Linked DNA regions of Mus musculus: all the other regions are linked to region 3. A link is a contact called in public ChIA-PET and HiChIP or PLAC-seq data. All regions are on one chromosome and are shown on one strand. The core of a region is the stretch at or near the end of the contact, and the rest is flanking DNA. Distances in the headings are between cores, read along the strand shown. Region 1 has its middle 130 kb from the start of Gm41259. Region 2 holds the start of Prkaa1 (protein kinase, AMP-activated, alpha 1 catalytic subunit). Region 3 overlaps 5430437J10Rik (RIKEN cDNA 5430437J10 gene).

The links. ChIA-PET counts read pairs in DNA pulled down with a chosen protein or histone mark. HiChIP or PLAC-seq counts read pairs in DNA pulled down with a chosen protein or histone mark.
Region 1: an H3K4me3 HiChIP or PLAC-seq map of the SCID.adh cell line shows a contact between it and region 3, with 10 read pairs. The contact joins two enhancer-like sites. A contact is called at or near these places in 3 of 15 datasets of contacts at CTCF or cohesin (CD8 T cells, the NIH/3T3 cell line and pro-B cells), 4 of 484 Hi-C or Micro-C datasets (CD4 T cells, Th1 cells, bone marrow-derived dendritic cells and 1 more), 7 of 115 datasets of contacts at active chromatin or transcription factors (CD8 T cells, the SCID.adh cell line, bone marrow-derived dendritic cells and 4 more) and 1 of 9 other capture datasets (bone marrow-derived macrophages).
Region 2: a contact with region 3 is called in an RNA polymerase II ChIA-PET map of memory CD8 T cells, with 14 read pairs. The contact joins the promoter of Prkaa1 here to the enhancer-like site in region 3. A contact is called at or near these places in 1 of 15 datasets of contacts at CTCF or cohesin (the NIH/3T3 cell line), 1 of 484 Hi-C or Micro-C datasets (adipose-derived mesenchymal stem cells) and 3 of 115 datasets of contacts at active chromatin or transcription factors (CD8 T cells, the SCID.adh cell line and memory CD8 T cells).

What each region holds. Positions count from the first base shown.
Region 1 is chr15:5,912,898-5,916,669 of GRCm38.p6, reverse strand. No RefSeq gene overlaps it. Among named protein-coding and RNA genes, the nearest start is that of Gm41259, 130 kb to the left of the region's middle. Within about 2 kb of position 2,314, at least 2 of the 459 cell types and tissues checked have an H3K27ac peak or open chromatin away from gene starts, as enhancers often do. A contact at or near this core is called in the SCID.adh cell line, where this site is marked.
Region 2 is chr15:5,142,386-5,146,032 of GRCm38.p6, reverse strand. It overlaps Prkaa1 (protein kinase, AMP-activated, alpha 1 catalytic subunit), which reads right to left and starts at 2,172. Exons shown (of 9, transcript NM_001013367.3): 1 at 2,038-2,172. The coding sequence starts at 2,164.
Region 3 is chr15:5,516,051-5,519,515 of GRCm38.p6, reverse strand. All of the region lies in intron 1 of 5430437J10Rik (RIKEN cDNA 5430437J10 gene), which reads right to left. Among named protein-coding and RNA genes, the nearest start is that of 5430437J10Rik, 21 kb to the right of the region's middle. Within about 2 kb of position 2,110, at least 91 of the 459 cell types and tissues checked have an H3K27ac peak or open chromatin away from gene starts, as enhancers often do. A contact at or near this core is called in CD8 T cells, the SCID.adh cell line and memory CD8 T cells, where this site is marked.

The sequences.
Region 1 (3,772 bases), core at 1,065-3,564, 400 kb before region 3:
CACAGCTTCTTTTTATTCATTTCTTCTTTTTAAAAACAAACAAAATTCAATCAACTTAGTTTCTTCACTATCAGAAAGAGTGGACATTGGCTGAGTGAGGGGTTCACACTTGCTAATACTCCCTTAAGCTAAACCTGTGGTCTCTCTTCTGTCACCCTGAACTTGTTTCTATTGGCAAAGGTCTCATTCACTCACGTCACCGGTAGTCATATCCAGGGATTTGTGGTCAGAATGGAGTCTAGTGTGCTGTTTCCTCTTATGGTTTTGCTCTATGTTTCTCTAGCTTTTCCCCTGCCAAGAGGTGACTGGAAGTTTCTTGAACAATTGAAACAATGGTCATATCTGCTCACTGGAGAGACAGATACTTCAATAAGATCTGTCATTTTAGGATAACATAGATGACTAATCCTATCCCTTCCTTTCCTGGCTTCAGTGCACGCTTCGTGATCAACAATAACTTCTGTAATTACTTTAAAGAGAATAAAGTTAGCCTTTTCCTCTACTAGGCACAAAAGGCTGTGTTCTCCTTCTCTGTGGCCCTTAATGACACAGGGTATAGAAGGCTGTGTTCTCCCTCTTTGTGGTCCTTGACATGTACCTGAATTGCCCCTGCCCTGTGCCTGCAGTGAACGAAGATGTTGCAGCCTCGTCAATTTTCCTACAAAAGCATTCACTTTCTTAATATTGACTTAAACTATTTTTGAAAGGGCATCAAAAATAGACTCTCTGTGGGAATGAGATACATGAAGCTTTCACGCAAGCCTTAGTTGAAGCTGCATGACATTCACCTGTGTCTCACTACCAGTCCAATGTCTTATAACACCTCCTACTGGGTCAAATGCTTTCACGATTATATCTTAATTGATCAAACATCTTTTCTAAGGTTAGTTTGCTATACTTCTGTTTTGTCTCCATGTAAGAAACAAGTATAGGCAAGTAGGGTTTTGTTTGTTTTTGTTTTACATTGTGTCTTCAAGTTAATCTTAAGAATTTAATATAGATCATATACCTTGATTTTGTAAATGTATTGATGAGGAATTTGTATTCATGAGTAAATATTGATTCCATGAATTGTAACTTGGAATATAAATAAGTATTTATTACCTTTGCCTAGTTTCCTGCTGTGTATAGTTATGGAATACTGAGGATAATTTTTTTCCTCATCCATGAATACTTCTTGGCTCAGGTGTTTATCCACCAGCAGAGGGCACAATGCACATTAAGATTTGGGACTTCAAACTGAACGTCCGTTTCTTCCTGGGTCACCTGCAATCTGTTCATTTACACTCAGGTCATTCCTAAAGACAGCACAACACAGAATCATTCAGATAACACAGCAAAAATGTGTTTTATTGTTTTGATCATCACCTATAGCTAGAGAAGAAAAGAATACCATATCTGTTATGATGAATATGCCGTCTTATTCATAATTTCAGGAAAGATAGGTCCATTCTTTTGTAGTTTTAGTAACCATCATATCGGGGTGTTTAAAAACTCAACATATAATCAGATAAAATTAAAATTCTCATATGTAAACAGTGTATAAATAACATAAGTCTAATCTACATGTTATAACTTTGTATCATAACAAATGCACCCTTTTCAGAATTCTCTTTGTTCTAGAAAAATGTTCAAGGCTTTTCACAAATCATTTATTCTCTCTCAAGGGAGTCTGACTTTGTAATTTGTAAAATATTTTTGTTTATTTAAGTCAAGAAATCTCTGGTTTTCACAGATGTCTTCCATATAAGAAAAAATATTACTGCCCTCAATGCAATCCTTTATTGAAAATTTCCTGGCTGAATACTCATGGGTTACAAAAGAACATGATTGGTAGTCTCCAATAAAACCTCGAAGGAGGAACAGAAAATTGAAATGTCACATTTTGATTAAGTCCTGTCACTTCTACATCTCATATGCATAACCAGAGTGTTTACCTCCTGGTCATATACCAACACAGAATCAGGAGTGCAAACACCTCCTGTCACAGTTAGTGTTGGTCTGAGGAAGAATTCACCCACACACACACACACGCACACACGCACACACATTTATGTACATAAATACAGATAGACACTAGGCCATTATCTTCAAAATTCTTATAAAACAAAATAAACTATAATTTTGGAGATAGCTTAGTTATTAAAGAGCTTACTGTGCAAGCAGAAAGACCTGACTTTGGATCACCAGCATCCACATAAAAAGACAGGCAGGGTAACTTGTATCAGCAGCCTCAGTTCTAGAGAGGCAGAGCCATGAGGAGCCTTGGAGTCCACTGAGCAGCTAGTGTAACCCAATCAGTGAGCTACAGAGTCAATGAGGACCATTTCTTGACCATTTCTTGAAAAATAAAACAAAGACTTCTGGAAGAAGATGCCTGTGGTCTGTAGAAGCACACACATATATGTGCAGATGCACCCACAAACACACATAGGCGCATGCACGGACCAAGAATACGTACATTCACACGAACCACATATATGAATGTTCAGCTAGCAATAGTGCATTACAGACATCATTCACCATTTGCCTCACTAAATATTGTCATCACTAATAAGTTAAGCAGTATGAAATCACTGGCACTTGATCCCTTTTTTGTCTGATTCATTTTTCCTTTATCATTTTATACAATAAAATGTAAAGCAAATAAATTGTCATCTGTCCAATTTATTTTTCTCTATACTCAATTGTTAGTTTTCTGTTTATAATACTATATAGAAATATGTAGTAGTTAGGGATGGGGACCTGGGGGTAGCCACTAGAAAGTCTCAGATACCAGAGAAACAAGAGGCTCACAGGACCCAAAAGAGCTGACTTTAGCCGATATACACAACAAAGAGGAGATAGAACCTGTTGGGAGATAGGGCCACCCACTCATCTCAAAATGTTTAACCCAGAAATGTTCCTGTCTAAACGAAAGACAGGGACAAAATACTGGAACAGAGACTGAAGAGAAGGTCTTCTAGAGACCACCCCACCTAGGGATCCATTCCTTTCTGCAGACACCAAACCCACATACTATTGTTGATGACAAGAAGCGCTTGCTGAGTCCAGTATAGCTGTTCCCCGAGAGGGAACACCTGACCAATACAGATGCAAACACTCAGAGCCAACCATTGAACTGAGCCCAGGAACCCCAATGGAAGAGCTAGGGGAAGGAATGGAGGAGCTGAAGGGGATTGTAACCTTATAAGAAGAACAATATCAACTAACTGGACCACTCAGAGCTCTCAGAGACAAAACAATCAACAAGAGTATACATGGAAATGGCTCCAGATATATATGCAACAGAGGATTGCCTTATCTGATATCAATGGGAGGGGTGCTCCTTGATCCTGTGGATGTTTGATGCCCCAGAGTAAGGGTATGTTATAGGGGTGAGATAGGAGTGGGTAAGTGGGTGGAGGAGCACCCTCATATAGGCAAAGGGGAGGGGGAGAGGGGGAGATTGGGAGTTGTAAAGGATATCACAGGGCAGGGGTATGTCATTTGAAATATAAATAAATAAAATGATTAATAAAAATTAAAACAACATTGTATTAGCATACAAAAAAGTATATTTCCAAACTAACCTTGACTTTCATGTTCTACACTAAAAAAATCTTTGTAGGAGGTTAGATAAAAGTCAGACCATTTTAGGATTGAGTTAGGGATAAACATCTGGCTATTAAATTTCTGGGAAGCATTTGCCCTGAGATTTTTATTTTTAAACATTGTATTAGTTCTTTGTCTACCGTCTCTGTGAGTACCACTTTCTAGGAACCTTGGAATG
Region 2 (3,647 bases), core at 923-3,422, 370 kb after region 3:
GCATAAACCAAATGGGATATGGCAGTCCAGCCATTCCTTAGTAAGGAGAGGATCATAGCAAATCCTGTGGTTACTAATTTGACATTATTACTAATGTCAAAAAAAAAAAAGCATCCCAACCATTTAACAGTTTTAAAATGAACTGGCTGAATATTTAGACCCACATCAACTAACAAGTTCAAGGACAAGTTTAATTATAACCGAGAAGCCTAGGATCCTCTGACTCACACTGGCCCTCTGTATTGGAGGAGGCTTATGACTGATGGTATAGGATTTCAAGAGAAGGCTGTGTGGGTGGGTGGAGAAGTGAAGGTTAAGGAAAAGCAGAGTCACTGGGAGGGAGGTTCGAGGCACTGCTACTTCCCAGGTCAAATCCCAGGCCGGGAAAACAATCCCTTCTTCCTTTCTTGTCTGCTTGATCCGCTCTGGTCTGTGTCAAAGGAATGGCGGACTGGATGCCACATTCATTCCAAGCAGGGCCTTCGGAAGGAGCCTTCTGAGTTCAAGTCTGCCTTATCACTTCCATCAGAGCCTTAATTAGCACTTCTTACCACCTCTAATGGCAAACAAGGATGCCTAGCTAAAGGTAAACAAAACACTGGAAGAGCTAGCTGCCTGTTAATGCCAACTACTTAGGAAGCTGAAGCACGAAGAATAACAAGTTCAAAGCCAGCCTGGACAGCATTGTAACACTCTCTCGAAATAAATAAATGCATGCATGCATAAAAAGAGACAAAGCAAAACCCTGAGAGTGTTCACGAACACTGGCTGAACCATGATCAGTGCTAGGCCCTAGACCACACCTACTCCTCCTTCACACTGTCTGGCTTGCTGATTTTCCTAGGTAGGTTTAGGCATTTGCTCCCCTGAGGGTAACACAGCAACTTTCCGTTTAGGACTGGGAAAGGGCAAGAGAAGGAAGGGCTCTTTCTGCCCTCCTGGGAGAACGGAGCTCAGTTAGCTTGCTGTGTAATTTGACAAACTTTTTCACTTCAATCAAATATCTACTAAGGAGCTTACTATATATGCAGGCCATAGTCTATTATTTCTCCAAAACCAATGTATGAATTATTTCTTATCAGCTCCAAACTTCCTTCCTCTAAATACTTAATAGCAGGCTTAAATATTTTAAAGGGGAAAAAAGTCCACCTCACAAAGGTTGTAATCAGAATTTTCCTTGTCACAGGTGGTGGGCTAGAGTAGTTAGTTGAAGACAGAATGCTTGTGCTTTTGCTAAGGCGGTAACAGGGGATTCTACCAAAACGAACAAAAAGTCCAAATGATGTGCACTGAATTACTAAAATATAAATATACTGTGAGAATAAACGGAAACTATACCTATAAGCTAATAAATACCATCTGGAGTTAACATATGCCCTACCTACCAGGTATAGCTCTCGGAAACCGCAAAACTTCCGAAAACGGAATCACTTAAAAGCAGCATCTGCATCCAACTGTAAACCACGCATAGGAAACACCGCGCCAGTTCACAGGCATATGCATCAAAAGTCCTGACGGAGATCAATAGTCCTAACAAGGGCATTACTATTTCTGAAAGGTATCTCCACAGCTACCTTGCTTTTGGAAGAACACATTTCGATTCAGGAAACCGAAGAAGCACTTTAGTCCACAACCTCCTAAAAGCGAGGCAGCGACAACTCCGAGGACCGCCAGGGCGCGATGGGCTGGCTCTGCGCCAAGGGCACACAGGGGATCAGAAGACCACAAGAGACCCCCTCGTCCGCGCCGGGCGCCCCCGCGCGCTCAGTGCCCAACTCCCTCGCCTGGGAAAGTTGCACCCAGAGCCATCCCCGCCCCTCCGGCGCCGCGCCGTCGCCATGGCGACCGCCCCCACCCCACCGCGGCGGACCCCACAGCTCTGCAGCCCGCGGCAGCCTCGGGCTCCGCTCCCAGCGCCGCCCGGACCGGGGATACGGAGCCCAGACACCCGGAAGGCGGGCGCGGGGGAGGATGCGGAGTGCGAAAGGCGCAGTCGCTCGCCGTTCGCCGGGTCCGCGCTGGCCCGGGCGTCCTCACCCTTCACTTTCCCGAAGGTGCCGACACCAAGCGTGTCCCCCAGGATGTAGTGGCCGATCTTCACCCGCCCGTCGTGCTTCTGCTTCTCGGCCGTCGCCATCTTTCTCCAGGAACTGAGTCTGCGCATGGCGCCGCGGGAGGGGGCGGAGGGGGCGGGCAGGGCCGCGCCGGGGGCGGGCGGGCGCCGAGGGGGTGGGGACGCGGGTGCGCCGCGGTGGGGCGCAGTCGCCGGCCACCGCCCGCGCAGGCCCCGCAGTCCCCGCAGCCGGCCGCCGAGCGCACTCGCTCCCCCTGGCGGGCTAGGCGGCGGGAGCGGCGCCGGTACTCGCCTCGGCGCCCCGCATCCCTCTGCGCGCGCCCGCGCTTCTGCGCGCGGGAGGGCTTCCCCCGCCGCGGAGCCGACCGCGGCCACCCGAGGGTCTGTGGGTGCGGTACAGCACCCCACCCCCGTAATTCCCAGGAGGACGATGCTTGCTTACACGTTGCCCGGGGATAGCGCGGCGTGCTTTGAAACAAGACAGGGGACACCGCCCTACCACTGACTTGAAATCTTGATTTTCATCTCATCTCGGTGTCATCTGGAAGCCAAGGGTGTTTTCACTTGCACTTTTAATACTTACCACTGCTTTAAACAAAAAAAAACTCTGAGCCAGTAAATTACTATGGGACACCGCACATCCTGGAGAGACTTCCTAGGAAATTTGCTACCGTCAAATTTCCCCTGTGGAATGTGTGTGAGCTATGTGAATTCCAGAAAGAGGTGTTATCCCGAACTTATCGTGTTTAGAAACTAATATTTTTACATTTTCAATAAAATGTACATTTTCAGTCCACTTGAAAAAGTGTGTTGTTTGTATAAATGGAGCCATATCCAGTCACCAAAGAAGTGTGTTTATTTGTAACAGGATTTTGAAGTGAATCTGTTACTCAGTTCTAACAATAGGTAAAAATATATATGTCATCCTTCGATTTTGCAATTTGAATCTCTATCAATGTCGATGGAGAAAAAGGATGGAGTTTTGTTTTTGTGGTTTTTTTTTTTTTTTTTTTTTTTTTTTTGGAGACGAAAAATGTCATTTTTCTTTGGGATGAAAATTACCAACACTCCTAGTTTTCCCATATTCTGGCTTATGACATCAAAGCAATGTAACATCAAACGCTTTTGTTCCAAGAAAAAGTATTCAGGGGGAAGAAAGCTGCTTTAAGGTTTGAGCAATAGTTCTCAACCTTCTTAATGCTATGACCCTTAATACAGTTCCCCATGTTGTGGTGACCCGTCTCCCATCATAAAGGTATTTTCAATGCTATTTCATAGCTTTTTTTTTTTTTTGCTACTTTTATGAATCGCAATGTAAATATCATTGTTTCCTGATGATCTAAGGGGGTTGATCCCGTAGTGGGTCGTGACCCACGGGTTGAGAAACACCTGCTTCTCCGCCAAGAACAATAACTGGGAGCAATCTTCGTTAATCAACTCTCTATTTTACAAGGATTACTATAAGGCAGAAATAGCTCTGGATTCTCTCAAGGAGGGGGAAACCCTTTCAATTCTCCCACCCCTTGATCTGGCATTTTAAGTTACTTCACATTTGCCCAGGAAGGTTCTACTG
Region 3 (3,465 bases), core at 861-3,360:
TCCAAGGCTTAGAGTTGGCCCACTCTACATCTAACTCCTCTATGATCTGCTGGAGCACATAAAAGGGCTGTCCTGCAGATCCAAAGCTGCAGGATCTCCATGACACAGGGCAACAACAGGATAACCAGGAGGTGTCCAGTAAGGTTCCAGTATTGATAATGTAGCAAAAGCCAGAGGCCTCATACTAGACCAATGAGTGATTGCAGCAAACACTTGCAAGCAAAGAAGTGTGAACAAAAGGGCACACTGTGTGACACACTACAGCTTCCATGACAATGTTTTTATTCTATCTTTTCAATTTAATTTAATTTAATTTGGGATGGAGAGGTTGCAAGGGAAGGAGGCAGATATGTATGGATAGGATGAGGAGATGAGTGGGATTGAATTGCATGATGGGAAATTCACAAAGAATTAATAGAAAGTTTTTTATAAAAGAAGGTTGGTATATGTCTATGTTTTTAACCCATGTTTATCATGAACCATCGTGTGGGGCAGATGTCTGATTAAGGTAAAGCACTTGAGGTAGAAAAACAGGAAGGAACACAGGAAGGGAAAGAAGGAGGCAGGAGGGAGGAAGGGAGGAAAGGTAGAAAAACTTTGTCACATCTTGAAGAACTCCAAGTTAAGACCCAAACCAGAGTAGCTTACCAAAAGTATAGTTTAGAAGACGTCGTGCATGCATAGGACAGGTATGTACAGTGGGAGAAAAATCAACCTTTAACTCTTATGCTTGTACTTCCAGAAGTCCCTGGATAAGTTACAAATGTCCTCCTCAATGGGTACACCATATAGCTTCATCAAGATTTCTTGGTCACTGGAAGACTGCAACAGTCTTCTGAAGGAGTAGGCCTAACTTTAGTACCAAGGTAGCAGAAAGTAGACACCGTGTGAAGGAGCCAAAGGCAGTGAAGAGCAGTGTCGTCTCTTTCTTCAACACTTCAAAGGAATTCGGAGTAATAGCTACCTCTTTAAGCAGGCCGATAACTCGATGTTATCATCTTAAAGGCCCCAGAGGGACAGAGAAAAGTTAGGTCGAACTCCCTGGCAATGCTGGCACACTTCTGATTCACCTGAACACCACCCACAGGCCAGAGAAGAAATGGTAACTCTCCAGAGCTTTCTTCTCACATTAAAAGAATGTTAAGCAATCTTATTTGAGAGGACCTGTGGCCACTGTCCCACTAGGAACTGCTTTATGAATTCTGGACTGTGCTATTAAGACAAACGATGAACTTCGGTGTGTACTAAAGTCAGAAAGAGCCAGGCAGCCCTTGGGATAAAATTTCATAGCCACACAACTAGAGACATATTTGGTAAAAAAGAAAAAAAGGATGTCAGGGGGATTTCCAAAATCTCCTAACTGGAGGACAATCATAGCGGTGAGTTTGTGGGGAGAGTCGACCAATCACGGAGCTCTAGCTTGTGTTTTAAGGAAAAGGAAACTTGATTACCAGGAAAAAAAAAAAAAAAGTAAGTGTCAAGAAGGGACCCAACAATAATTAGTCCTGTTGTGAGGGGGAAATGCTTCTCAGAAAGCCATTTCACATCAAACGCCAATGTGGCCTCCTATCAAACCTCACTGTTCATGTTTTTTTTCAGATCTCTGAACAAGTTGAATGGAGTGGTTTCCCTTTCAACTACATTATAAAGCGTTTTCAAAGGCTTGTGCTATCTCCATTTGTAGTATCTGATAGTGAAGGGGCAGAGTTCATTTTTAGCCAATAAAATAACTCTTCATGAGGTTGTGAATTTGAGCCCAGACAAGCCACAAAAAGTACAGACTCAACTAGACGTTCAAAGTTCCTAAAACGCACACATACATCACTGCGAACAGTAAATACAGGAAGCACAGACCATTCTTCAGCCCTGGTCTCAGTTTTGATGAACTGTTTTGCCATGAAGAATCTTCCCTCAGACGGCTTGCACTAGAAAGAAAAGGACAAAAATACCCAGCCCTGGCTTTCTCACGGGGCAAACCTTTTCCTTTCTCTGTGTGAAAACTTCAAGGGTTTCTGATTGCCCACAAAAATTTTACAAGCTAGTCCCACAACATAATGTGACTTTTTAAAGAACAAGGAAGTGCAAGGGCCTCTCGCAGGCAGCGGCAGTGTGTTTAACTGCTGGTGTTAGCCACAGCAGTATGACCTCTGCTTAGAGCAGCTTTGACCACCAGTCATCAGCTCTGGGGAGAGACATACCCAATGTGACACAGGAAAGAAGTGTCAACTGTGGTAAGTCATGGCTGAGACCTATGGAGAATGAAACCCGTCACCAAAGTAGATCCAAAGCATAGGAAGGGTCCAGAATTCTCCATTTGGCAAAGTCAAATACAGGCATTATCTTCCTGACCTTGCTAGCAAACAAGGATACTGATGTGATAGAGAAACCTGAGAAGGGTATTGAATTTTGTTCTGTGACGGATTGAACCCAAGGCCTAACATCTGCCACTAAAGCTACATCTCCAGCTTTAGCAACAATGTGAATTTCCCTTCACATTTGATATATTTAAACATTACAGCATGCATGTAAGATACACGTTCTCTTTGTATATTATAAGCACCAATATTTTCTCTCAAATTTTGTGTGATACAAACCAAGATTATTTTTTATTCTTCACCAATTTTGTATATGTACACACTGAACTTGGGGGGCATTTTCACACCTTCTTATGTATTTCTTATCCATCCCATCTTATCTTCTCTTTCTCTTATCTCTTGCTTTGTCTCCTGAAACCTTTTTTCTTTCCAACAAGGCCCCTCCTACTTTGATGACATTTCTTTCTTATCCAATGGATTTAGTTATAGTTGCTTGAATGGGTATGAGTGGAGGGTCATTAACTGGAATATAGACAACTTACCAGTGGATATACTGACACAGAAAATGAACTCTTTCCCCCCAAACCTATTAACTGGCTGTAGTCCTTCAGTGAGGGGTGAAGCCTCAGGAGCCTCCAACAGGTACTAGAGGAAAGTGAGGTTCCAGTCTTGTGTAGGTCTTAGGTGGGTAACACTACTGCAGTGAGTTCACACGTGCAAACACTGTGTTGTGTCCAGAAGATATTATTTTTAAAGCTGCTTTATGCTTTATTTTCTGTGTGTGCATATAAGGAGAGGTGTTACTGTGTAGGGTTGTGCATACATGTGAACACGTTCACTATATGTAGAGATCAGAAAACAACTTACAGGAACTGGTTCTCCCCTACTGGCCATATGGATCGTAGAAAGAAATCTAGGTCATCAGGCTCAGCATCAGAGTCATGTTATTGTCCCATAGGAAATCTTCTTAGCACTCCATGCCAAACTCTGGCTCTTAAATATGTCCTCCCATCTCCTTCCACAGTGGTCCTTGAGCCTCATCATGGGTAGAATAGAGAGATCTGGTTGAGGAACAAGCACTCTCTGACTATTTACTCTCTGGAGTGTGACTAGTTGTAGATCTCTAAACTAGCTGTTGCCTGCTGCAAAA